Linked DNA regions of Mus musculus: all the other regions are linked to region 4. A link is a contact called in public ChIA-PET and Hi-C data. All regions are on one chromosome and are shown on one strand. Each heading gives the region's core, a stretch centred on a gene start, on an enhancer-like site or on the middle of the called end of the contact. The rest is flanking DNA. Distances are from core to core; before and after follow the strand shown.

Region 1 (3,038 bases), core at 293-2,792, 260 kb after region 4:
CTGATAGAAGGCTAATATCTAATATATACAAGGAACTCAAGAAGTTAGACTCCAGAGAACCAAATAACCCTATTAGAAATGGGGTACAGAGCTAAAGAAAGAATTCTCAATTGAGGAATCCTGAATGCCCAGGAAGCGCCTAAAGAAATGTTCAACATCCTTAGTCATAGGGAAATCAAATCAAAATGACCCTGAGATTCCACCTCACACCAGTCAGAATGGCTAAGATCAAAAACTCAGGTGACAGCAGATGTGGAGAAAGAGGAACACACATTTTCATTGTTTGTGAGACTGCAAGTTGGTACAACCACTCTGGAAATCAGTCTAGAGGTTTGTAAGAAAATTGGACATAGTACTATTTGAGGACCCAGTTATACTACTCCTGGGCATATACACAAAAGATGCTCCAACATATAACAAGGACACATGCTCCACTCTGTTCATTGCAGCCTTATTTATAATAGCCAGAAGCTGGAAAGAACTCAGATGTCCTTCAACAGAGAAACTGATACAGAAAATGAGGTACATTTACACAATGGGGTACTACTCAGCTATTAAAACAATGACTTCATGAAATTCTTAGGCAAGTGAATGAACTAGAAAATATCCTGAGTGAGATAAGTCAGTCACTAAGGTGGATGGCAAGAAGTGTGCAGACTGTAGCCTGATATAGCTGTTTCTAGAGAGGCGCTTCCAGAGCCTAACAAATACAGAGGCAGCTGCTAGCAGCCAACCATTGAACTGAGCACAAGATCCCTAACGGAGGAGTTAGAGAAAAAAAGACTGATGGAGCTGAAGGGGTTTGCAACGCACAGGAAGAACAATATCAACCAACCAGACCCTGCAGAGCTCCCAGGAACTAAACCATCAACCAAAGAGTACACATGAAGGGACTCATGGTTCCAGCCCCATATGTAGCAAAGGATGGCCTTGTTGAACATCAATGGGAGGTGAGGTCCTTGGCCCTGTGAAGGCTCGATGCCCCAGTGTAGGCGACTGCCAGGGCGGCGAGGTGGGAGTGGACGGGTGGGTGGGGAGCACCCTCAAAGAAGCAGGGGAAGGAAGGATGAAATAGAGGGATTCCGGAGGGGAAACCGGGAAAGGGGATAACATTTTAAATGTAAATAAAATATCCCCCTCAAAAAAAGGGAAAAAAATCTGAATACTCCTCTCTGCCCTCCCACCACCCTCCACCGCTGTCCACCAGAAACGTCAAAAGGAAGAGATGGCAGCATCACTTGAGACCCACGCCCAGATGTTAACGGGGGAGGGGTGGGGAGGATCCAGAAGGCGCTTGGCGCAGGCGCACTAGCCTTCCGCTGGGTCAGCCCACAATGGGGCCCAGCCGACCGGAGAAGTCTCGGAGCAGAAAGCACACACTCAGGCAACCCAGCCCCATTGGGCAGCTCGCCACCTCAGCTCCACGACCTTACGAAGCTCACCTTCCCTCTGCCGGTCTGTCAGCACCCAGAGACCCTCACGCAATCAGCGACGAAGCTTTCGGCTCTAGGCGGAAGTATCTGGAGACCGGAAGTCCCACCTCCGCAGAGGAAGTGATGAAAACCACTTTAGCCCTTCCAAACGCGAACCCTATTGTCGCGAAGTGCTGGTAAGGTAGACACCGGAACTGCAACCCCGAAGGACTGTGGGACCAGTCGATTTTGCGTACTGTAGTTGATTCAAGACGCGAACTAAAAGTTCATAGCTGGGCGTGATGGCTCATGGCAATTACAATCAGCACTGGGAAGGTCGAGGCAAGAGAGATGGGAGGAGCGGAGGGGGGTTCATATCTAAAAAACAAAAATGTTTCATGCTTATGGGCACTAAATCACCGTAGGGAGTTCATAGTTACATAGAAAGGTGTAGTGTTGATCCCTCCAGAACTGGAAAGAAAAAGTTAACCAGCTAAGGCATGAGGGAGAACAAGAGTAAACGCAATGTTTTAAGTAAGTCACCACTTTAAACAAGACGTTCCTATGAATCGAGTGTTTTGGTTTATTTTTAGATGTTAAAAAGCCAGTAACTATTTCATTGAAAACAAATTTAAGATGCTATGTATATAAGCATATCGCAATGTGACCCCTCATATTGCTATACCTGAAGCTGGCAAAAACTTACTTGGAAGAGCTCCGGCTTTGCTGGATCCAAGTCAGTTTGACCAGACAGCACCACGAAAACAGTAATAAAAGAGTGCTGTAATTCAATCCAAGAGGAATTGCACAACTCTGCTGGGAGACATAATTAATTATAAATCTGTTTTATTGCACAGCAGTGAACGAGAACCCTGTAGTGAATCTGTTGTCAGTGGTTAATGAAAGATGAAATAAGCTGCCAGAACCTTTCCTGTTTGAAACCGTCTCAGTAGTCATAGAACATGACTCACTCTTGCCTGGAGGGGCTAAGCTACTATTGTCATTTGGCAAGTCTCCAATAGAAACACAGACCTTCAGATGGGAGCGTTTTTCAAGGACAACATTTCATGAAGGTGCTGCTGCTGATTGTTTTGAGACAAAGTCTCACGTATCCTAGGCTGGCCTCAAAACTTGCCAAAGTCAAGCTGGGCGTGGTGACGCCCACCTTTAATCCCAGCACTCGGGAGGGAGAGGCAGGCGGATTTCTGTCACCTAACTACCAAAGTCAAGATTGGTCTTAATTCCTTAATATCCTGCCTCCATCTACCAAGTGCTAAAATCACAGGCTTGGCCCACCATGCCAATATCTCCACATTTATTGTAACTTCATGCTTTTCAAGGAAGTGTTGATACAAAACACATGCTAGAAAAGAGATAGGCTATTCTGAACCAAATTTAAGTGATCTTGGCCCAGAAACGTTTACTGAGTTTACCCTGAATGACTTACTGTAGAAGAGATCATTTGAATTTTTATACTTTTACACAAGAACACATTCCTCTATATCTCCCAAGTTCTCCCTACCTTCTACTTCCCGTGATTATTTTGTTCCCCCTTCTAAGTTGGACTGAAGCATCCTTACTTTGGCTGGCCTTCTTCTCGAGCTTCATATAGTCTGTGAGGAGGAA
Region 2 (3,034 bases), core at 90-2,589, 240 kb before region 4:
ACACACAATTACCATAGACAAAATAACAGGATCCAAAACAGCCTGCACTCAAACGCTCCAATTATCGCACAGTCTTCCTCGCGTACACTTTTCTGGTTATTATGTCTCTTTGGTCATCTCTTATCCACTTCTGAGCCCTTGAAAGATGACTGGTCTGACCCCATTCTAGAATTCTCCCTCTTTCCATGAATGTGTGTAATTTGTGATGTGGACAAGTTCGAAGCCCCTGAGCCCCTTGCAGAATGCCCCTCAGCATGGATTAGTCTGTTCATTTCTAAATAGGTTCGGATTACATCTCTCAGACAAGAATGCACTCTGAGTGTCATGGATACCATGCAAGAGGAGGCCCCATTTGTGTTTACATTCTCTCTCTCATTCTCTCTCTCCCTCTCTCTGCTTTTCTTTTAGGAGACCTAAACACCCTGCTTTAACACCACTTAACTCTTTTTAGATGATCTTTACCTCTCTCAATTGTTCATTAACAGCATTTTAACGTTCATTTTAACTCAGCAGCTTGACAGTTTTCCTAATTGCATTTTTTTCCTGCTAAAGCACACAGAGAGCAATTCACTATTTTTAAGCCTCTCATTTTCCTCCCCTTGACAAGGCCTTATATAGCTCATGCTAGCCTCAAACTCCTCACATGTCGAAGGATAACTTTAAACTGTTGTGTGTGCACATGTGTAAGGGCTGGTATGCAGGTGGCAGAGCACCCATGTGGAGGTGAGAGGATCACTCCCATGTCATTCCTTGCTTTTTGTCTTGCTTGAAGTAAGTCTCAACTAGTTTGCTCCTGTTTAAACACCATGCTAATCAGCATCTCCACCTCCCATCTCACCACAGAGATGCTGGGAACAGACAGCTCCTGGGAATCCAAACCCAGGTCTTCACACTGTGAGCAAACACCTGGTCCACTGAGAAATCTCCCTAGTCCTTGGATTTCTTTTCTTTTTCGCAAGTTTTCAGGCTGGCCCTCAACTCACAGAGATCTTCCTCCTCTGCCTCCAAAGTACTGAGATCAAAGCATCACTTATGGGTGACCCTTGAACTCCTGATCCTCCTGCCTCTATCTCCCAGGTTCTGGGATTGTAGGTATGCACTACATACACATGCCTGGTTTATCTGAGTCTCATTATTCCACTGTCCTGTGCTTCATTGCACACGATGGAGAATAATACAGTGTAGCTTATTTACTCTTTACTATTATTTAGGCTCTTGTTATTGGTGGTGTTTGTTTTGCTTTTGGAAATGCTGACTGCATGAAAGTCTTTGCACTGTCTGCCTGTCATCCTCTCCTTTAAGAGACATTCCTGGAAGTGTACTGTACGTTCAGTTCTGTTTTCCATGCAAGCAGGCAGACTGCTCTCCAGAAATATCACACAGTTCACACCTTCAGTGAATCAGCTGTAAGGGAACAACAGCTCCAACACACATGGAAACAGGCACGACCAGATGGCAGAGCATTTTGCAAGAGAACTGGCTGGCCCAGATGCTTCAAAAATGTTCACATCTCAATAGACACACATATGTATGCACTCACATAATACATGCATGCTTGCCTACACATGTCACCCGCAAGACATAGGGTTAAATAATTTCTCAGAGCTCCAAATGAAAGGTGTCAGATGCTCTATTTTCTCCTTGGCTTCATTTTATTTTATTTTATTTTATTTTAAGAGAAACATTGGACAGGGGCAGAGAGATAACCCAGTCTATAAAATACTTGTAAGTATAAGAATCTGTGTTTGGTCTCCCGAACCTGTGTGATCTAAGCTTGGTATGGTGGTCCAGGCTTATAAACCCAGCTTTCATCCCAGCAGTAGGTAGGTGTAGATAGGCAGATTCCTGGGCCTCACCTGCGTGGTGAGTTCCAGGAAGATGAAAGACTGTAGCTCAAAGGCAAGAAGAGCAGCACTTGAGGAATACACTCACAGTTGCCCTTCAACCTCCTCTGCATGTGAGCACGTGTGTACAAGCACCTACATACACATATGTAGCTCCACACACATGAACACTCACACAATCAAAAATAAGAAAGCACTGGTGACAACTGATCAAGGCGGCTTGTGCCTCAACCACAGATAATGACCAACAGCTTAGAAAACAGTAGTTTGATGCTGTTGAGTTTCCCTCTGGATCTGAGGGTAAGGAAATGACTTTTGACTCTTGTTAAAAAGAAAAGAACAGACTCCCATCATCTTCTCCATTGGAGTGGCAGGGTTATCTCCCTGCAGGCCCTCCCCACCTTGACCATCTTTTTGTTTCTCACACTTTTGCCAATCTGTAAGTCAATAACTCGCCTTGCTTTCCACAGCTCATCTCTGGTGCACTCGGAGTTCTCCGGCATATTAGCTACTTCCACATCTTTGTCATGAGATGCCTGACAAAACAAAAGAAAGAAGGAAAAATGGGGTTTGCCCATTGTTCCAGAGGGTTCAGCTCATGAGTGCTTGGCTGCATGTACATGAGAGAGCATCATGGCGGGAGGAAGCTGTGGTGGAGGAGAACTGGACTCTGACAGAAAGGAAATAGATTCTAGGAAGGAGCTAGTGACAAGCTATTTCCCAAGGACCCACCTGACTTCTCTAGCTAGGTCCCTCCTTTCAAAACTTTACAAAATTAACCCTCTGCTGGTGACTTTTATGTCAATTTGACCCAAGCTAAAGTCATTCAAGAGGAGGGAATCCCGTTTAAGAAAACAGGGGGACTTTTGGGATAGCATTGGAAATGTAAATGAAGAAGAAAATACCTAATAAAAATATTTATTTAATTAAAAGAAAAAGAAAAAAGAAAAAGAAAACACCTCCATAAGATTTGGCTTTAGGCAAGCCTATAGGGCATTTTCTTAACTAGTGATTGATGTGGGAGGGCCCAGCCCATTGTGGATATTGCCATCCCTGGGCTGGTAGTCCTGGAAAGCTGAGCAAGCCATGAAGAGCAAGCCAGTAAGCAGCACCCCTCCATTGCATCTGCACCAGCTCCTGCCTGTAGGTTTCTGCTGTTTTGAGTTCCTGTCCTCACTTTGATGATAAAC
Region 3 (2,931 bases), core at 74-2,573, 210 kb before region 4:
AAAAGAGAGAACCGGTTCTCAGCATAAAGGAAAGGACATTTTATGTTTAGTGACAATTTGCAGCCAGAAGGCGAAAGGCAGTGGCTCTGGGTCCTCCAAGGATTGAAGAATTCTTAATCCAACTTCTGAAGCTTCTCTCAGAAACACAATTAAGGCTTGTCCCTGGGCAGGAGCATCCAGGAACAATGACTCAGGAGAGTGATCATGCAATCTCTAACCCAAAATCCTCACTGCAGACACACTGCAAAGGAATGGGGCTTGCTTTGCCAAATTTCCCATGTGATTCAAACATGGCCACTCGCCAGAGAGCCAAAGGGAGAAAGGGCCATTCCGAGGAGACTTGGAGATTTCCTAGCACCACCAGCGGGTGAAATGGCAGCATGGGGCTTTCAGAAAGCCATTCCCAAGGACGATTTGGCTTGGAGAGGAGCAGGAAGAGTGCCAGAGTTGCTGATGCTTTGGCTTCTTTCCACAACTTGCATGGAGACATTGTGTACTTGCAGTGACTGAGAGTTACTGATTGCCTTTACCATCTGCTGCTGTGTCTTCTTCAGGTGACATCAGAAGGCACAGAAAGGTTTGCCCTTGTCATCATCCAATGAGGCCCTGGGTTGTTTGAGTCAACTGTTCTTGCTCCTCTAATGCTGGCAAAATGATGCCACCCTAAGTCAGCTGAGAGGAAGCCAGGATTTAAGTGCAAACAAGACACACAGCTTGCTTAACAGCATGGAGCACTTCTGCTGCAACTAGGTAGATGAGTGCTAATGGGGCTGCAACGAAAGTGCCCACAGAGTCACTTTGAAAGGAAAGCCCTCCTTCCTCTTCTGAAGAAGGTACTTACAGTGCAGGTAGGCAAACATATTTCTGAGATTGCTTAGCCCCGGCAGAAAGCATGGGCATTTGGGGCAGGCAGACTGGGTTTGGGTTGAGAGCTTGGGTACCACAGGACAAGGTAATGATAAAAAAATCCTTGGCAGCACTGGTGCTGCAGGATGCTGGCTCTTGCACACTGCTTGTTCTGAGGGTGGCTGGTGCCTTGGCGTAACCTCTGGGAGGGTCTGATGTAGGAGAATAAAGCTCCTTCCCAGAGTTGGGTGAGCTGAAGGCCTTTTCTGGGGAGAAGCCAGTCCTGATTTTCAGGTGCCAGAAACTTGGTTTGGACAGGACATTACGGAGTTAATAAAGGGGCACTCTATAAATGGGAGCAGATGGGCTTATGTGGGATCCAACAAAGCGCATGAAACCAAGCCTATTCAAAATATACTTTGTGGGCTGAGGATGTAGCTCAGTTGCCAGAATGCTTGCCGAGTACGCAGGAAACCCTGGGCACCATCCCCGGTACCACATACGCTGAGTGTGGTGGCACAGCTCAGCACTTGAGAGGTGGAGGCAGAAGAACTGTAATCTCAAGGTTAGCCCTCAGCTACACAGTGAGTTTAAGGATAGAGTGGGTTCCGAGGGACCCCTGCCCGGTATCAAATGATCTATAAGGGCCCTGGTTGCAAGTGACCAGGAGCCATTGCTCTGTAGGCTGGGACACTTGAGGATGTGGAGGGGTCAGCTTGGCTGAGGGTAGAGAAGTCAGGAGTAAATAATAAGACAACTCTTCTCCCATCTATCCGCTGCTCGACAAGTCACTGCTCTATCCTTGCATGGGCTCCTTGTTTCTCCTCCCTACCCTCCTCCATCCTTACCTCCTTGCTGAGTCTCTGTGAGGGGGGGAGGGGGATACACAAGTGTCTCCTTGTCGTTACCACTCCTCTGTCCCTTCCACCTTCCATTCATTCTTTATTCCGCTTTCCACATGATCTTTCTAAAACACAACCTGGTCAGCTCTCCACTTTGAAAGACTCCAGTGGTGCAGCTGGGGCGAGAGCTCAGTCACTGAAGTTCCTGCTGAGCATGCGCAAGGCGCTGAACTCTATCCCTAGAAATGATTTTTCAAAAGCCTTGACGTGGTGCTGTGCACCTGTAATCCCAGCGCCGGAAACAGACACAGAAAAGTCCCCTGGGCTGCCAGTCCTGCTAGCCTAGCCTACTTGGTAAATTCCAGGTTAGTGAAAGACCCTGTCTTGAAACCCTCATAGCCTCTGAAGGTGTCCTCTGGCCTGCATACACATGTGACTGACTACACATGCATCTGTGTAGTTTTACACACACACACACACACACACACACGCACGCACGCACGCACGCACGCACGCACGCACGCATACCTGCACACCTGCACACCTGCACACCTGCACACCTGCACACCTGCACACCTGCACACCTGCATCTTTTTTTTCCTGTTCTTTGCTAGGAATTTCTAATCCCTTTCTTATTTCCTTGTGCTATTCCCTTATCTGGAATATCTTTTCCTTTTGTCTGGCTGCCAATCCCTTCCTTGTATTTCAAAACAAAGCTGTCTCCTCTGGGAAACTTTATCTGTTCTCCTTTCACAGTAGGGTTAACTGTCCTGCTTCCTAGCCATACATGTATATTTAAATATATATAACAAAATTTACTATTTTAACATGTATTTGTGTGTATGTTCACATGCACGGAGTTGCATGTGTGTGCAAGTGTGCTTGCAGATGTTTCTGTGTGCCTGTGTATGGCAGCCAGAGGCAACCTCTTGCTGTTGTTCCTCAGGATCTATCCACTTTACCACCTGAGATAGGGGGCTCTCACTGGGACCTGGCACTGGACAATTCAGCTAGTGTGGCTAGCCAATTACTCCCAGAGGTCTCTGCCTCCCCAACACTGGACTACAAAGGTATGTGGCAAGCCTGGATTTTTATAAGGGTGCTAGAAATTGAACTCAGGTCCTTAAGCTCGCATGGCAAATACCTCACATAAGTGCACAGATCAGTGGTCATAAGAACATCGCGTCCATTTCCACAACTTCATCTTCCCCAGCTGAAACTCTGTCTTATTAAATACTCATTC
Region 4 (2,977 bases), core at 49-2,548:
AGGGTAGGGTCTTTGTATAGGAGGCTGCCCAAAAGGATACAACTCCCTCCAGAGCCCTAGAGACTGAATATTGGTCTGACAAGAAGGGGCCTGGGAGAAATGGAGGAGTCCCAGTAGCCACCCAGTCTACCGGAGAGTTTATCTATTGAAGTGCCATGCAGTTGAACAGTTGGCACAACTCGTTAGAATTCTGGTGAGAGGAAACCTAAGGTCAACTTTCCTGCAGCTGGTTTGTGGAAAGAGTGTACAACCGAGCCAGGGCTTGCAGGGGAGACGTGAATCCAAGAGGAAAAATAGTGGACACGATTGTGTGCTGCTTGAATTTTCAACAGTAGTGACTATAGGATCTCAGCCTCTGCCTTGTGAATATTACTGGCTAAATCATTGCGACGTCATTTAATTCTGAGGCCTAAAGGGACTCCTGGGAACTGTGAAGACAATCAGTGTGATTTCCCACCCCACTGCGTCTTTCCAGCCTCTCTGGGCAGTTTCACTCAGCAGCCTAAGTGCACCTCTGTCCACGGTACTGTGAGGCATGTCAGATAGATATGCGAAAATCTAAGGCACCCTGTGTAGTGTCACTTTCTGCAGGGATAGTTAGGGAAGGTGAACAGGAGGAAGGAAGATTTTCAAGAAATCTGTCAGTGGTGTTCAGACAGAAGTAATACGGTTTCCTCCTTCTTTATGCATTTACTGCCTGAAATGTTTTCTCTGCTTCTGTCTTCAGAGGGCTTTGTATTATTTCCTGAGTTGAAAAACAGACGTGGCTGAAGCTGCGTCTCAAGGAAGAGGAGTTTGGTAATTCATCGGTTTACAATGAGACTCACAAAACACAGTTCCATTAGGACGAGGCTTGGCAGGCCATGACCATCTCACCGTTGGGAGTCGCCAGGATTCCCCGTGGCAGCAGTTCCTTGCTGTCCACTCACACCCTTGTGACTGGCTGGGAGGCAGCTGTTCTGCCAAGCCTGGCCGGGTGGCGGTCTTGCCCGCGTTGCTTAGCGACGTCTGCGTAAGATTGGTGCGCATTTCCAGATGTTCAGCATCTGCGCTAACAGCGCCCACCTTCCTCGGCGTGAGGCACCCTAGGTGTCCCCAGGTGAAGTACCCTGAGCTGGCCGTCCCCACTCTGCACTTGGGGATCTGCCTCGAGCCATAAACCCTCCAAGGCTGCGCACTCCCCGGGAGGGCGGGTTTGGGTGAGGCCCGGGATTTGGGGCGCGCGGAGCCCGGAGTGGGAGCCCCAGTGACGCACCAGTGACGTCGGCGGCGGCGGGCGGGATTTCCCGGCCCCTCCCGGCGCGGGAGGAGACCTGCTGCGAAGGAGTGGGTGCGGCCAGCGTGGCGCAGCAGGCGAGGGTTGGGGGGTCACCGTCTTGCACCCAGTGGGCCCACTGCGCAGACCCGAGGTCCCGCTTGCGGGTGGCTTTGCTGTGGCTTGTGCTCCGTGCCGCGCCCCCTTTTCTCCCCAGACGCGCAGGGTCTTCTGTGGTCCGGGACCCCGCGGGTGGCGACGCGGGGCGCGCTTTCACTGAGCCCGGGGCGAGCGATGCCGCTTGGCCTGGCCAACCCCGTCGAGCGCCGCGCCGGGGACCCAGCCCGCGTCTGAGCAGCGCCGGCTGCGCGCCGGCTGCGGTAAGTGGCGCCCGAGGCCCCCGGGAGGGCGCGGCGCCTCGTCGGGGAACCTCGGTCCGGGCCCCGACAGCTCCGAGAGACCCTGGGCGAAATCTAAAAGTCTCAGAACTGAAGAGATATTCTAGCTCCTGGGTCTTCCCTGGAGGTGCCTCAGCACGCTTCACAAAGACCTGTGGTTCGTTGTGGTGGCGGCCGCTTGGTGCACGGCCGCGGGGCGCCTCCAGCCTAAGCCTCCCTAATGTCCACAGGTAGCCCGAGTCTCGGGGGACACAGCCGAATCCCCCGGGGTCGAGGAGGGCCGAGGCCCTCATGGGACTCTTCTTCATCAGTGGGGCGTAGAGGTCCCTTATGGCTGGCCATGATCATAAAGGACGCCCCCTCGTCCCACCCCCCACCATGCAGAAGATCACAGGAGATGGATGGCATGGCCACTGATAATTTTGTTTGGAGCAGTGTTTTGGCAGGGGTTCGCAGACGCTCTCTGCTTTCCCGACGCCAGGACAACTGCCTGGGGTAGAGAGGGAAGAGCACGGTGACCTGGGCGAGTTTGTGCCCTCCCTCTCGATGGCGACTGTCCCCGAAGCAGGTGCTGAAACGCGCTGCTGAGCTCACGGGGCATAGCTTTGGGAGAGCGAGCTTTGCTTTAATTTTTAGTCTCCTGGGAAATAATGAGGCAAGATGCCAGTTATGGCTGCAAAAGGCTCCTTCATTTAGACTAGTCTGCTTCTTGTCGTGTATTTTGAGCTAAGATGTGAGCGAGGGTACTTGCAAATGTGAAAGTTTGATCCAGTGATAGATAAATCCCGTCCTCGCTTCCCAGGCCTCCGGGGTCTGTAAAAGGCTGGCAGCAGACAGGCCGGCGTTTCAGCCAGAGCAAGTCTGCGAGACCGTGCTAGGGTTCCGGTGAAAAAGCGTCACTCCTGCCGTCTGCTCCAAAGCGAGGTGTGATGGCCCCCAAGGCTGCAGCTAGGCTCTTGGGCTGCGTGCAGGCTGCCTGGTTCTTCATTACTGGGGCACCACCGCCCTTTTCCTCTTGTTGGCTTGCAAGGAGGAAGGCAGCCACCTCCTCCTCTGGTCCTGTTAACCTGGTATTGGCCACTTGGGGGTGGGATGGGGAAGACCTGGTGCTTTCAGTCCTGAGAAACAAGACACAAGGTGCTTGTAAACTGTACTTGGGGTTTCTGGATTTCTCCGGCCTGCTGAGAGGTGGCGATGAAAATGCAGAACCTGCTGGGGTGCGTTGCTAGCCAAGGGACTCTCGGGCTCAGAGCTATGGAACCTGCAACCGTTAGGCCCCAGTCCTTTCCCCTCCTAATAAAACCCATGGAGGAAGCAATGGAGG

What was found. A called contact is a pair of places that touch in the nucleus more often than the background predicts. ChIA-PET counts read pairs in DNA pulled down with a chosen protein or histone mark.
Region 1: an RNA polymerase II ChIA-PET map of memory CD8 T cells shows a contact between it and region 4, with 37 read pairs. The contact joins the promoter of Tbce here to the promoter of Gng4 in region 4. A contact is called at or near these places in 1 of 484 Hi-C or Micro-C datasets (embryonic stem cells) and 2 of 115 datasets of contacts at active chromatin or transcription factors (bone marrow-derived macrophages and memory CD8 T cells).
Region 2: a Hi-C map of cortical neurons shows a contact between it and region 4, with 2.6 times the contacts expected there. The contact joins the enhancer-like site here to the promoter of Gng4 in region 4. A contact is called at or near these places in 2 of 39 promoter capture datasets (embryonic stem cells and pre-B cells), 1 of 484 Hi-C or Micro-C datasets (cortical neurons), 2 of 115 datasets of contacts at active chromatin or transcription factors (large pre-B cells and memory CD8 T cells) and 2 of 9 other capture datasets (adipose tissue and macrophages).
Region 3: a Hi-C map of muscle stem cells shows a contact between it and region 4, with 3 times the contacts expected there. The contact joins the enhancer-like site here to the promoter of Gng4 in region 4. A contact is called at or near these places in 2 of 39 promoter capture datasets (embryonic stem cells and pre-B cells), 2 of 484 Hi-C or Micro-C datasets (both in muscle stem cells) and 1 of 115 datasets of contacts at active chromatin or transcription factors (memory CD8 T cells).

Annotation. Positions count from the first base shown.
Region 1 is chr13:14,038,096-14,041,133 of GRCm38.p6, forward strand. It overlaps Tbce (tubulin-specific chaperone E), which reads right to left and starts at 1,543. Exons shown (of 17, transcript NM_178337.3): 1 at 1,443-1,543.
Region 2 is chr13:13,545,587-13,548,620 of GRCm38.p6, forward strand. No RefSeq gene overlaps it. Among named protein-coding and RNA genes, the nearest start is that of Lyst, 43 kb to the right of the region's middle. Within about 2 kb of position 1,340, at least 13 of the 459 cell types and tissues checked have an H3K27ac peak or open chromatin away from gene starts, as enhancers often do. A contact at or near this core is called in cortical neurons, where this site is marked.
Region 3 is chr13:13,573,433-13,576,363 of GRCm38.p6, forward strand. No RefSeq gene overlaps it. Among named protein-coding and RNA genes, the nearest start is that of Lyst, 16 kb to the right of the region's middle. Within about 2 kb of position 1,324, at least 99 of the 459 cell types and tissues checked have an H3K27ac peak or open chromatin away from gene starts, as enhancers often do. A contact at or near this core is called in memory CD8 T cells and muscle stem cells, where this site is marked.
Region 4 is chr13:13,783,009-13,785,985 of GRCm38.p6, forward strand. Gng4 (guanine nucleotide binding protein (G protein), gamma 4) reads left to right here and starts at 1,299. Exons shown (of 4, transcript NM_010317.3): 1 at 1,299-1,635.